Linked DNA regions of Mus musculus: region 2 is linked to region 1. Evidence: chromatin contacts called from public promoter capture Hi-C data. All regions are on one chromosome and are shown on one strand. The core of a region is the stretch at or near the end of the contact, and the rest is flanking DNA. Distances in the headings are between cores, read along the strand shown. Region 1 overlaps Tle4 (transducin-like enhancer of split 4). Region 2 has its middle 290 kb from the start of Tle4.

Region 1 (6,212 bases), core at 1,820-4,319:
AGCTCTGGGCTCAGAAGGAGATCGGAAGACTCCTGTTCCAGGAAGCCCCTTGGCTCCTGTGTCTAAGGGTTCTGGGTGGGTTCCTCTGGGCATCAGTGGTGGTCCTCCCTGCACTCACAGGCCTGTCTGCACTCCTGGGAGGCACCCTCCCTCCCAGCACTATTTGGGTATGGAGCCCTGTGGCAGAGGATCTGCTACAAGTGGAAGGCCGAAGATAGTTTTTCTAAATTTTGTAAGTTATACCACCATATAGCTTTGTAAAAAATCGTGTGCTTTGTCTATGAATAGGTAAAAATGTTTATAATCTGACTGGCCTTGTCATTTTACTGTATTTTTGTTCAGATATTAGTGAAAATCATTTGGGGTCCAGAATCGGAAACCCCTTGTTCTAAAACTCATTTCATTCCTGGTTAGCTTTTATCATCTTAATCAGCCACTTAATCTTACTAGTTTTGCTTGCTTAACCACTATTATAATAATACTAATATTCAAATAATTAAGTTTATACAACAGGCTGTGTGTGATAATAACATGGGAAAACAGTAATAAGTTTATAGTAGTATTATCTTTTCACCTGTTCCTAGCATGGATGATCAACAAAGAGAAAGGGGCATACATTCCGGTAATGCATTCACCAAGTTAAATGGCTGTGTCAGTTTAAATTATGTAAAGTTTCTTTCTAAAACTTAGACTGGAAAATCTCAGCAGTCTTCCAGTGCTGAGAGTGTGAATGAGAGATTTTATCCAGGTTATGCTAAGCTACATTGACTTTGCTCATATAACACTGAGCAGTCTAGACTGTCTTCATCTCAAATGGTAAGTGTCCCTATGTATCTTTTTGTTACCCCCTTATTTTGTTAGTAGTGGGGAAGAAACTCTGTTGGCCTTAGGTTTGTTATTGGATTACTGACGAAAGTACGTGGTGTGCCAAGGCACTGCCAGCTATGGACTCTAGGTAAATGTCGAGTCATGGATGCCATGGCAGCCCGTAGCCCACAGCCCACAGTGATCCTGGAGGCAGGAATTTCTGACTGAGTGGGAACCAGCTTGGAGTCCAGTGTGCGCGCGTCATGGTGCTCTTATGTCTGGATGCCTCACACAGTAGCAGTGCTCATGTCCCTGTTTCCTGTCGTATTGGAACATTGACAGTGCCAGCACTTGACTGCTTCATAGATGTAGCTTGAGCCCAACCATACACCTCTCATGTTTGAAATAACACAAAGAATATTGTTTCCAAGACAACTTTCCTGAAACGTCAGCTTTCTCTGGTTGTTAAACTCACACAAGAAGCATTGTTCCTTTCATTCATGCTGAGTAATTTGTATAACACAGTAGTTTGTTTGGAAACATGCCTGTTGTTCTTTAAAATATGCTTAATGCTAGATTAGAGAACAAAGTTTGTTCTCCCTGTTTATACAAGCTCATTTCTAAGGCATTAAAATAAAGAGCTTGGGCCTGTATGGTATTTAAAAACCCTTCACATGATGTTTTTAAAACAGATCAATTTCAGCATTAAAATGCTAGGAATCCAGCCAAGGAGCATTCAGCATGGATTGTATAGCTGTAATGATAATGTATTATAACTATCTTCTTTGAAAGTGATTGTAGCAGCACAGTTGAACCTGGTGAATTACATAATTCAAGAGTATTTGCCAGAATACTGTTGGAGAGGGATTTTTAAGCCTTTCCTGAACCAAAGCAAAATGAAAGATGGATTTTATTATGCAGTACTTAAATCAGTCATCACAGAATATCTGAAGATAACTCATTTAAATTGAACAGAAGGTCATATGTCTGAATGTCAGTTATTACACCCAATTGCTGCTTTGCCAGAACATTGGGATGTAAGAGAACATGTTTTGTTTTGTTTTGTTTTTAGCTACCTAAAATTAAATTTAAAATGTTTTGTTTGTTTACTACCTAAAAATTCTGTCAAATCAAAGATAATCTTACGATTGAAACAGTATTGAGTTCAGAAATTGGCTGTAAATAGAATTTGAGTACCAATCATACCATTTAGGTATATTGTTTTTGTTTTTTTTTTTTTTTAAGAAATTGCTCATTTAGGTATTCTTCATCCTCAACCTAATCGCTCATTCTAAAGCTATTTGTGTTGTGTTGTGTTTGTTTCTTTCACTGGTTAATTTTTTTTTTTTTTTTTTTTTGATGTGTCTGTTACATCCTGTGTGCCGCTGTCTTCCTTCATCAAGGAATCAGAATGTTTTGGATAGCCTCACCTCTAACTTTTGAATATAAATTTTATTTCTTTGAAGAACTAATACAAGTTGAATTCCATCAGTTCCTCCAAAACAGAAAGACATGAGGCAGGATTTCAGAAAAGAATGAGAAGAAATGGCAGGACTTCTACATAAATTCTGACCTAGCCCCCTCCACTATGATTCTGAAGCTAGTACCTGTGTGCAAAGCAGTCCATAAAGGTAGTTGCTGAGACATGGGGCATATGCCACTCTTATGAGAAGTACATATGTAAATGAGAACATTTTTCAAGTTATAGTTTTTGTTGTCAAGAACACATGCTTACCAAAGCTTTGAGTTTATTACATATATAATGCTGGCTTCTGTAATGGGTTAAATTGCATTCATCAAAAAGATGACATACAATTCTGATTCCTGAACTTTATGAATGGGACTTACTTGGATGTAGGATCTTGCTGGTCACACTGGAAGAGAAGTTTATCTGTCAGTTTTGTTTTATTAATGTAGCATTTGCTGTATGGTGCTAACTTACAGTAATAAACCACAAATGATACATGTTTAAAGCTTTTATAGTTGTCACTTAGTGCTGAGCCAGGTGCAGGCTCTGTATGATTTGAGTGTGTGTATAGTAATGGTAAAAAGGTCAAGGAGTATCAGCCATCATGCAGCTCACATTTCACCTTCCTAGGTTCCCTAGGAAGGGATCCTGTGGAAAATTCAACCTATAGCAAATCGCCTCAGTCTGCTGTCTGTAGACTGCAGTTTTTATTCCTACTGTAGGTGATGCAGTGTGCTTGCCTGTGGTCTTTGTGCCTTCGTGTACTGGTTTGCTGTTGCCATGAACAGTTGGCAGTGCCTATGGTGCGTTCTGAGTTATGCAGTCTGCATCCTGTGCAGTCATCTGTGGTTGGCCCTGTTAATGCCAGTGCTTCTCCTTTCCTGCCTCTCATGATTTAAAAAATAAAATTAAAAAAAAAGTCTCCAAGAGGAAATTAGAACTTGGCTTTTTAATTTTTTTCTCACCTCTCTTTGTTAGCAGTTCCATACATTTTGCATTTTTTCATAACCTATAGAAAGTACAAGCTTTCATTTCATGTATATTAAGAGTTTTTGGCTTAAGATAGTCTTGTAAACAAACTCCTACACATGCTCCTATAAATCACCATAACGAAGTTGGGTTACAAAACAAAATGCAGACTAGGACATGGATTATTGTGGGTGGGAGTTCAGCTACGCAGAAGAAAGGGATGAGGAGACGACACAGAACAGGGAATAAAGGGGGGGCGTGAATATGATCAAAATTTACATACATAGACGGGAATGTTCCAGTAAAACTCATTATGTATAATCAGTATATGCTAATTAAAATATTTCTTTTTCATAAAAAGGTTTTTGGACTCAATCAGATTTGAATCTAGATCTATTAGCAAGCCACCTGAGTATCCCCCTCCCCGTCTATCTCATGTTTGCACCCTTTTTCTGATACCCTACTGCTATTTGTTGATTTATTTTTTTTTCTAACACAGTAGCTAGGCATCGTTTCCTTCGACTTTTATAATGTAACCAAATCCTTAAAGAATTGTCTTCTGTTATCAGCCATTTATTTGTAGTCATACATGAATTGCCTTATTTCAGGAATTTTGGTTTCCTTCTATATAAAATGAGAGGGTTCATGGATGCTTTTCAAATTCTCAGTGAATAATAAAAAATAACCAAGCAGTTTAGTTACAGTACAGCTGCTGATTTAGGAAACTGCTGAAAGTCTGCACCGCCAACCCCTCTTCCTCCTCCTCCCCCGTTGCATATGCTAGGCAAATGTACTACTATTGAGCTATGTCCCTTGTTTTGGGGCGCGGGGCGGGGGGGGGGGACCTCTTTACACTGTCTATCAAAGGAAAGGTCAAAACTGTACATTTGGAGCTTGAGAAGACCTCTTACTTTGAGTTCTTGTTTTATAACTTGTCTGATTTTTTTTTTTCCTCTTCTGCTAAAACTAAACATGCTACTTAAAGTAATACATAATTTAGATTCCACCTTCCAGTGTTTCCTTCTTATGGCTATTTGCTTTGTATTTTGCATGTTCTTTTATCCCACAGCAATGGTGATGTAAAGCCATCTACATAACTATAGTGAGATGTCTCAGTCCTTTTGCTCAATGTGACATTTTGGGCACTTAATTACACTACATTAAATGCTATGTTTTGCTGCAGAAAATTAATTGAACTGCTGTGTGGATAGTATCTTTGGATTGTTTTGAAAACATCTCTATTGTATAGTTTGAGCTTATAAGCAGAAGTGGCCCTTTTAAGGTAATGCATTTTACAGAATTAATTTTTTATTACTGTTTAGTGGACTGATGTCAACACTGAACATCAAGACTTTGATGTTTTATGCAGCATTCTTCCCCACTAATTAACTTCATTAGTATAGCGGGAAAGAATACCATATAAAACATCAAAGTCTTGATGTTTAATAACAATTTTAAAGTCTTAACACTCTTCAATTGCCAAACATATTCCAATTAACTGAAGGAAGGTCAAAGATTCTATTTCCCCTCTCTAGTCTTCAGAGCTTTTCCAGATTATTTTCTGGTTGGCACTTGGTACTTGAGCCTAAATGTTAATCTAGACAAGCTAAAGTGGCATGTGGAAAACAACAATAATCTCCTTACACGCTGTAATCGAGTCTCCTTGAGAGACTCCGCTTTTGACAAAAGGCAGCCATGACTGCTTTTGAGTACTAATGAGAAATGAGCGTAACCGATATAATAATGGGTTTTATTACTTTGTTTTCTGTTGTCATAAATATTGAAGACTAGGGCTTTGTTTTTGGTTTTGAGACAAACTTTCTCTATGTAGCCCTGACTGTCCTGGGACTCAATCTGTAGACTAGGCTGGCCTCGAACTCACAAAGCTATGCTTGCCTTTGCCTGCAGAGTGCTGGGATTAAAAGGCATGCACCACTATGACCCATCAAGACTAGATATTAAGAAAACAAACAAACAAACAGTTTCTTAGGCTTACAGTTTTAGAGGCTGAGACATAATAATAGGTTGTATTTCTTTGTTTTCTGCTGTCATAAAATACCTGAAGCTGGGTATTTTAAAAAGATTTAATTGGTTTACAGTTTTAAAGGTCAGCCTTAAGTGGAGTGGATCTATTTGTCATCCTTTGGTGGAGCCTTGTATGACATGTTAATGGCATGAACATACATGTGGTGAAGTAGGAAGCCAGAGGGATTCGGGGGCTGCACAAAGTGTGAGTCATCCCTTTTAAGAGCAGCTTTCTCTCCGCTGCCTAATTACCTTGCACTAAGCCTCATCTCTTGATGGTACCATGACCTTTCAACATACGGGGGACCAAAGAACAAGGATGTAGTCAGCTCCTCTCTGGATCACCGTGGACTTCATTTTTCTGTGTTACCGTGCATTTCAACAAGGAATCCTGTGTTTACATGCATTGAATGTGAATGAAGGCCCAAAAATTTTTTCAGAATTCCTAAATGACCAGTAGTTGAGCAACAAAAACTACTCCTCCTAGGTCATTCCAGTCCAGTATGTGTTTTTCTTTCTTTTTTCTCCCCCATAAGGATTTACAATAGCAATAATGTAATTCAGATAAGCAATTACTGTAATTGACCTTGATGATAAGTGTCCTTGGCTTTTACCACAGTTTGCTTAAATTCTGAGAATGACCAATTATCTCATAATGCCCACTTCATTCAGATTATTGTTTTAATTATCACATTCAGAATACATCTCGTTAGCATTGTAGAGTGACACAATGTAAAAGGAACGTTACATTCAGAAATGGGTTAAGAGCACCTCACTTTATCTCAGGACAGGGTTGTGGTTGAAGTTTTTCTTCCTCACAGCTCTGAACTATGGCTTTGGAATTTGCAATTTCTTATCTGTTGTTCATTATGGTAGGAGTGGCTGCAGGGTGAGAAAGTCTAGGATCTCCCTGAGCTAATTGTGTTCTTGCAGAGGTCCCTAA
Region 2 (6,212 bases), core at 1,254-3,753, 410 kb before region 1:
TGTATTCTCATAGACCCCAACAAGAGTCATGAGCAGAGCAGCATTTCCATTTTTAATTCCTTCTTAGGCATTAAATAAACTCAGAAAGGGTGTCCAAGAGTGCCACAAGGCTTAGACAATCATATAAACAGAAGGTGTGGAAACGGGTGAAAGCCATGATTACCTCCAGTACCCCAGATCCTCAGCCCCAGTCTTGTGGTCACACCTGAGCCACCTCCTACTGTACTAACGGAAAGTCTCATCTTTTTGGTGGACATCCATGTTATTTCACTGACATCTGTCAAATGTGCATGCGTGGTGAAATCCTCAGGGCTCCACAGCTCCCCCGGCCAGGCTTTCCCCGGTCTGCTTAAGAAGCGTGCTCCCTTTTGAACAGATGGCAGACAATTTGCTCTGATTTAAACACTAACTCAGACTCTGAGATGAGAACTCCGGCTACATTCCTGATGTTCAAACCAAGCCCTCTGGTGTGGACACCTTAACATAAACTTGCAAAGAACCCACATCTGAACCAACTGTGTACTTAGTACAGACATTATTTTGATATCCAATGATGAAATCTGCACCCATGCAGACCTTCAGTGGCAAAGGGTTGTGGTCCACACTGAAAGGAAAACATGCTTTTTTGGGTGGTCTATGATGCTTAATAAGAACAGTTAAAAAGGAAAAGCATCTCCTTTGTGAGATGGGATGGGAGGGAGATAGAAGCTTCAGGCTTTCCCCACAGGAACTCTGCTTGCTGCTATTAACACAATTAACCTCTCATTGTTAATGACCAAGGTCATTTCCCATGGAATCATCAGGGCAGTTTCTCACTTGAATGTGTGTGTTCTCTCTATCTCTCCCCTCCCCCCCCCCCCCCGCAACACACACACACACACACACACACACACACACACACCAGGGTCTCGCCTGTAATCTGTAATTCCTGCTTGCTCGACTGTGGGCGTTTCAGGACATCCCCTCACAGTTATGAAACTACTGACCGGTGGAGCCTTCCCTGCAGATGGATTTCATTCAGGACTTGAGCTATTATATTAATGGGTTTAATTTAAACAGGACTAGCCTCGCTGGCCAAATTACTGCCATTTAAATCAATTGGTTTAGGGGAAAGACAGCCTGACCAGAGCTATTAGACTTCAATTTATTACTGTATCGGCTTTTAAACCGGGCAAAGTAAGTTTGCTAATGTCTGTCCTCTGTCCCCTGAGCTCAAGTGCAAAACAAAGTAATGAGATTCTCTGGAGTTTGAAAAGAAAAAAGAGAACGTGAAAAAATATATATTAATTTTGAGTCACTGTCTCACGAGGCCAGATAAGGTGCCCCCCCCCCCCCGCAGGAATCCCCATCATAAGACTCTATAGATGTCTTTGATTCCCTTCATTAAACTGAGATTCAAATGACCTCACAGATGTATTACTTTAAAAAGCCTTTTTCCTTGGATCTTTCTTCTTCATGAAAAAAAATAAGCACGGCTTTTTTTTTTTTTTTTTCCTCTCCCTCACACGCACATTTCAACCTGATTCAAATAGAGAGGCAAAGGGGGAGAAAATGCTTTAGATGTGCTCTTTGATTTTTTCCAATCTCGCCTGAATAAAATGGAATGAGAAATCAAGAACACTCAATTAATTGCAACACTGGGTGTCACTAGGAGAGGGAGGGGGAGATGAAAGGCGCATTAGAGATGCGCAGCCTTAACAAATGCATGGATTCAAAGAAGGAAGAAGACGGAAATAAAAAAGCGTGTCTGTATTTTATTGCACTCGGTAAGCTTTTCGCTTGTATTTATAGCTGCAATTATATCTCAATGAGGTTTGTCTACAGTGTTGGCTTCACGCTAATTTTCCCCCTCACTGCATTCTTGGAATAGGCTCGGACTGTTTATGAACCAGACATATTGACCTCATTTACAGCTAGCAGTTTAAATCCATAATTTTTCCACCCACAATCCCTCTTTGACATTCCGGCGGTGCGGCCGGCTCAGCGAGACTGAACTAAAAGTCTCACACTTCATTGAACACCATTATGCGGCTTTATGCTTATGAGCCTGTTTCCCTCGGCTGCCTTTCAGCTTTGCTGGAGATCCGTTTGGCCACAGGCCGGCAGTGATTAAGTGGAAGAATCCAATAAATCACCCTGTCAGCCAGCAGGCTCTCCTCACTGTGTCTACACATCGACATTTGGATTTGCGCCTCTCTCCTCTCTCCCTCTCTCTCTTTTGATTTTCTATCCCTCTTTCCCTCTCCTCCCCTCTTCCTACAGTGCCATTAAAACACCTCTTTCCCTTCACACAAGGTGAACTTGAACTGCTATTGTGAACAGGGTTCCCTCTGAGCCCTCTGGAGAGACAGGCTCCTTTGATTTGCAGTTCCCAGGTCCTGACTTTCCCTCCCCCCACCTTTCCAATTAATTCACCCCTTAATTCTTAGGCCTCGAGGAGGGGGATGGAAAGGGGTGGACCATCAGAGCAAGTGAGAAAGAGAGAGCAGAGTGCTGAAATACCCCAGCTTCCCGTCGGCTCCCTGGCCTCTGGGGAAGCCACAGCACAAGAAGGGGAGGGGAGACTCTCCTCGTAGACTCACATCAGAGCCTTGGCTGGTCTAGTCATAGTCTTTTCGGACCAGTCTTTTCCTTGGGGGTGCACGTGCTGAGTTCACTATTAATTAGCCACGCGCAGGTTTCCCCCGACTATTCCAAGTTGGGTCTGGAAGAAGGATCCAACTCAGGCCTGACGAGCCTTTCCTGGTGTTATCAGCTGAGCGTGTAGGCAGCAAGCTCCCCTCTGTTCTCACTGGTGAACTGAGTTTGTGGAACAGCCTCTTCTTTGGCTTGCCTGGTAATTTCCTGACCCTGTCTCTTTGGTATTCTCTGCATAGCCACAGTTGTCTTTTGTCTGGGATTATTTCTGCACTGTGAGCACAAGCATTTGTTTGATGTCCCAGACATCAAATATACTGTACACTCTCTGAGTGGCCAAAGGAAGTTGGATTCTTGCTTTTGAAAATTCCACTGGCAGAAATGACAAAAGGCAGTATGAACTCCAGACACAAAAGATGGGACAGAGGATGACGGGACCAGTCTGGGGTAGGTACAGCCTTCTCTCCTCCCTAATAGCATGGAATAGAGAAGCGCCTTGGCTATGCTGTGGGTATGTGTAACCGCAGAAATAGCCTGTGAGCCAGAAAGGAAATCGATACAGTCACCAAGGGGTGGCCTGCCTTTGTTATGGGCTTCCAGTCAGTGTTGGGTAGGAAGAAGATCTTACAGAGAGACAAGGATGCCTTTGTGTCCATGCCTCCACCTCTCAACTGATGCTCAGTATGTGTTTCTTACTTCATGTTTGCATTTTGTAAGCTGCCTTCTGCCTTCTGCAAGGTAGCTACATGGATAAGCAGTTAATCAGGACATTATATAGACCTTCAGAAGGAAACTACGAAAGAAAAATGCTCTTACACTCTTCCTGGTATATTCCCCATACCTGACATGCGATAGGAAGTTAGCAGATGTAGTTTCTTCTAAACTCCTTGTTGGTATTAATGTCACTATGCCTCCAAACTTGTATTTTGAAATGTTAACTCCTTAGGTGGTTGTAGTAGAAAATGGAGTCTGTGAAAGACAATTGGGTCATGGGGTGGGACCCTTGTGGATGGGATTATCGTCCTTACAAAAGAGTCCCAGAGAACTCTCTCGGGCTCTCCACCCCAGACTTGCGGGCTCCAGAGAGGTGAGAAATTTCTACTAGTTACAAGCCACACAGCCTGTGGTACATTACCATACCAACCTGAACTCACTGAGAGCTCTATACACAGTGATGCATGTAAATTTTACTCAAGAGAAATGGATATGGCCCTTAGGGATCAGCAACTATCATAGTCTATTTACCTTCCCAATTTAATAGCCAGCAGCTCCTCTATCCCACCCTCGCCACCCCCACTGCTTGCTTTACTTAGCCTTCTCCCTCTTTGTTCCGTACACTATCATGGATGAGTGAACACAGAACCAAAATCCAAATCACTGTGGGGGAGACAAAACTCATTCCATTAGTTGCTGCTTTGACAACATTCCGTCGAATTGCATGGAAACAGCTAGGAGAGCAGCTAAGAAAGTGGCTATGGGAAAGATGCTGCAATCACTCCTTTCCCCACTCCTGAAGATCATAAAAGGGAAAGAACTCCATGATAACGCTTAACTCGAGTCCCTATCCCCCCCCCCCCCCGCACAACGCCCTAGGTTCTCCGTATTTGACATTCTATAAAAATATGAAGATTCTCCACCAATTATGCATACACAGTGAAGAAAACAGCTTCTATGAGTTGCTCAGTAATTGCAGAGATAGGGCAGGGATACATTTATTCAAAAACTAAAATCTGTCAAGGGTAGAAATTTACATGATGCTCAGATAACCTCCATTGTCAAAGGCATGGAAACTGCACCTGCCTTCAAAAAACACTGAAGTTATTGCATGAATCAAGTTGCCACAGAGTGACTCAGTTTCTCTGTAATGGAGAAATAATAGAAGTATTTGTTACCTTGTCATAGTGAATAGCTCTTTTGAGAAAGAATGATATATGTAAAGTGCTTTGAGCTGCCACTGAGAGAGGAGGTGATCTTGGAATTTATGTCAGCATTATCATTAAGCCTTTTCTCCCGGGGACTCGGTAGTTTTCAATATTGTTGCATTGATTCCAGTAGCTTCACAAACAGGAGGAACAATAGTCAAGAGACAAGATCAGGCAAGAGACCAGGACCTTCTTTCTGGTTCTTCATCAGGCTAGCTCTGTGAGATGAAGGAAGGCCTCGTGGTCCTCTGTTCTTTCACCTGTAAAATGGGGGTAGCACTGAATGATGTCCGAGATTTTCTCCACAATGCTAAGTGCAGGAAAAAAAGAAGCATCCATCCTTGATGGTATAATTTTGCACAATGGCCTTCTCCTAAGACTCTTTCCATCTGGATTTTAGCCACATGCTCTCTCCATGGTCCCATTTGGCCTTATGTCAATCGTGAATTAGTATTGTTACTCTCCTCCTGCCTGACAGCATAGGCAATGTCTAAAGTCTCGGGTTTGGTCTTCTCATTTTCTTCTTCATGCCACCTCCCCCACTTTAGAGATTTTAGCTGGAATTGTCACCTCTGTGTGACGAACTGGATTCTCTCTCTAGTTCTGATTACCTTTTTATAATCCATATGCATCATCCCTACTGCCTGAGACGTATGTCTACCAACATCTCAAGTTCCGAAATGGAAGAACATGCTCCTGCATCCTAACTCCACTGAATCAGCTGAAGGTAGAAATATAAACATTACATATGTGTGCCAGTAAGAATGGCACAGTTCCCATTGCTCAGAGACAAACCCCAAGTCTTATGTCTAACAACAAAGGCATTCTATAATAGTTATGGCCAAATTAACTTTTCCGACCACATTCTCACCAATGATCTTTGTGAACTTTGTGTTCTTTTCCCAGATTCTACACCCTCTCTTTCCCACATCATTCCTCCCAGCTGGGTAGAGCTATCATGATCTTAGGCCCTGTCAAAGTGGATGGGATACATTTTTCCAGATTCCAGGCCTTTCCATAATTCTGTTTTCTAGATATCTATAATTACCTTCAACTCTGAAAATCCTAAGTGAATTATTATGACTCTTTTTTTTTAAACAAATATCATTATGCATGGAACACATGTAGTATAACCTTGATTGTACTGTTGTAGTAGAAATAGTTGTAGAAATAGAAGTGTGTTGTACCTGTGTAATTTTCCTGGAGCCTGCACACAGTGAGACAGCAGTAAGGACTTGTTCCATGAATAGAAGAGTCATGGGCTCAGATTTCACAGCTGACGTACTAGGGGAAAATGGCTCAAAGTATCAACAGCTCAGCTTTAGACGCTCTCATTTTGTAAGTGTAGTTCTAGGTGAAATGTTGGTGAAAATTATACTATCTAAGACTGGAATGAGGCTTTTACTATATCTTACCTAGGTCACTATATATTAATTCTGATAATGTCTTCTCCCTTCAATCAATGTGTAGTTACTTATAATCAACTCTTTCCCCTGTCAGTAAGATTCCACAGATCCCACTTGACTTAGGGTTTCTATTCCTGCACAAACATCAGGACCAAGAAGCAAGTTGGGGAGGGAAGGATTTATTCAGCTTACATTCCCATATTCATCACCAAAAGAAGTCAGAACTGGAACTCAAGCAGGTCAGGAA

Evidence for each region. Promoter capture Hi-C pulls out the DNA fragments that hold promoters and counts their contacts.
Region 2: a promoter capture Hi-C map of hippocampal neurons shows a contact between it and region 1, with 4 times the contacts expected there. A contact is called at or near these places in 1 of 39 promoter capture datasets (hippocampal neurons) and 1 of 9 other capture datasets (embryonic trunk).

What each region holds. Positions count from the first base shown.
Region 1 is chr19:14,482,233-14,488,444 of GRCm38.p6, reverse strand. All of the region lies in intron 8 of Tle4 (transducin-like enhancer of split 4), which reads left to right. Among named protein-coding and RNA genes, the nearest start is that of Gm8630, 49 kb to the right of the region's middle.
Region 2 is chr19:14,886,717-14,892,928 of GRCm38.p6, reverse strand. No RefSeq gene overlaps it. Among named protein-coding and RNA genes, the nearest start is that of Tle4, 290 kb to the right of the region's middle.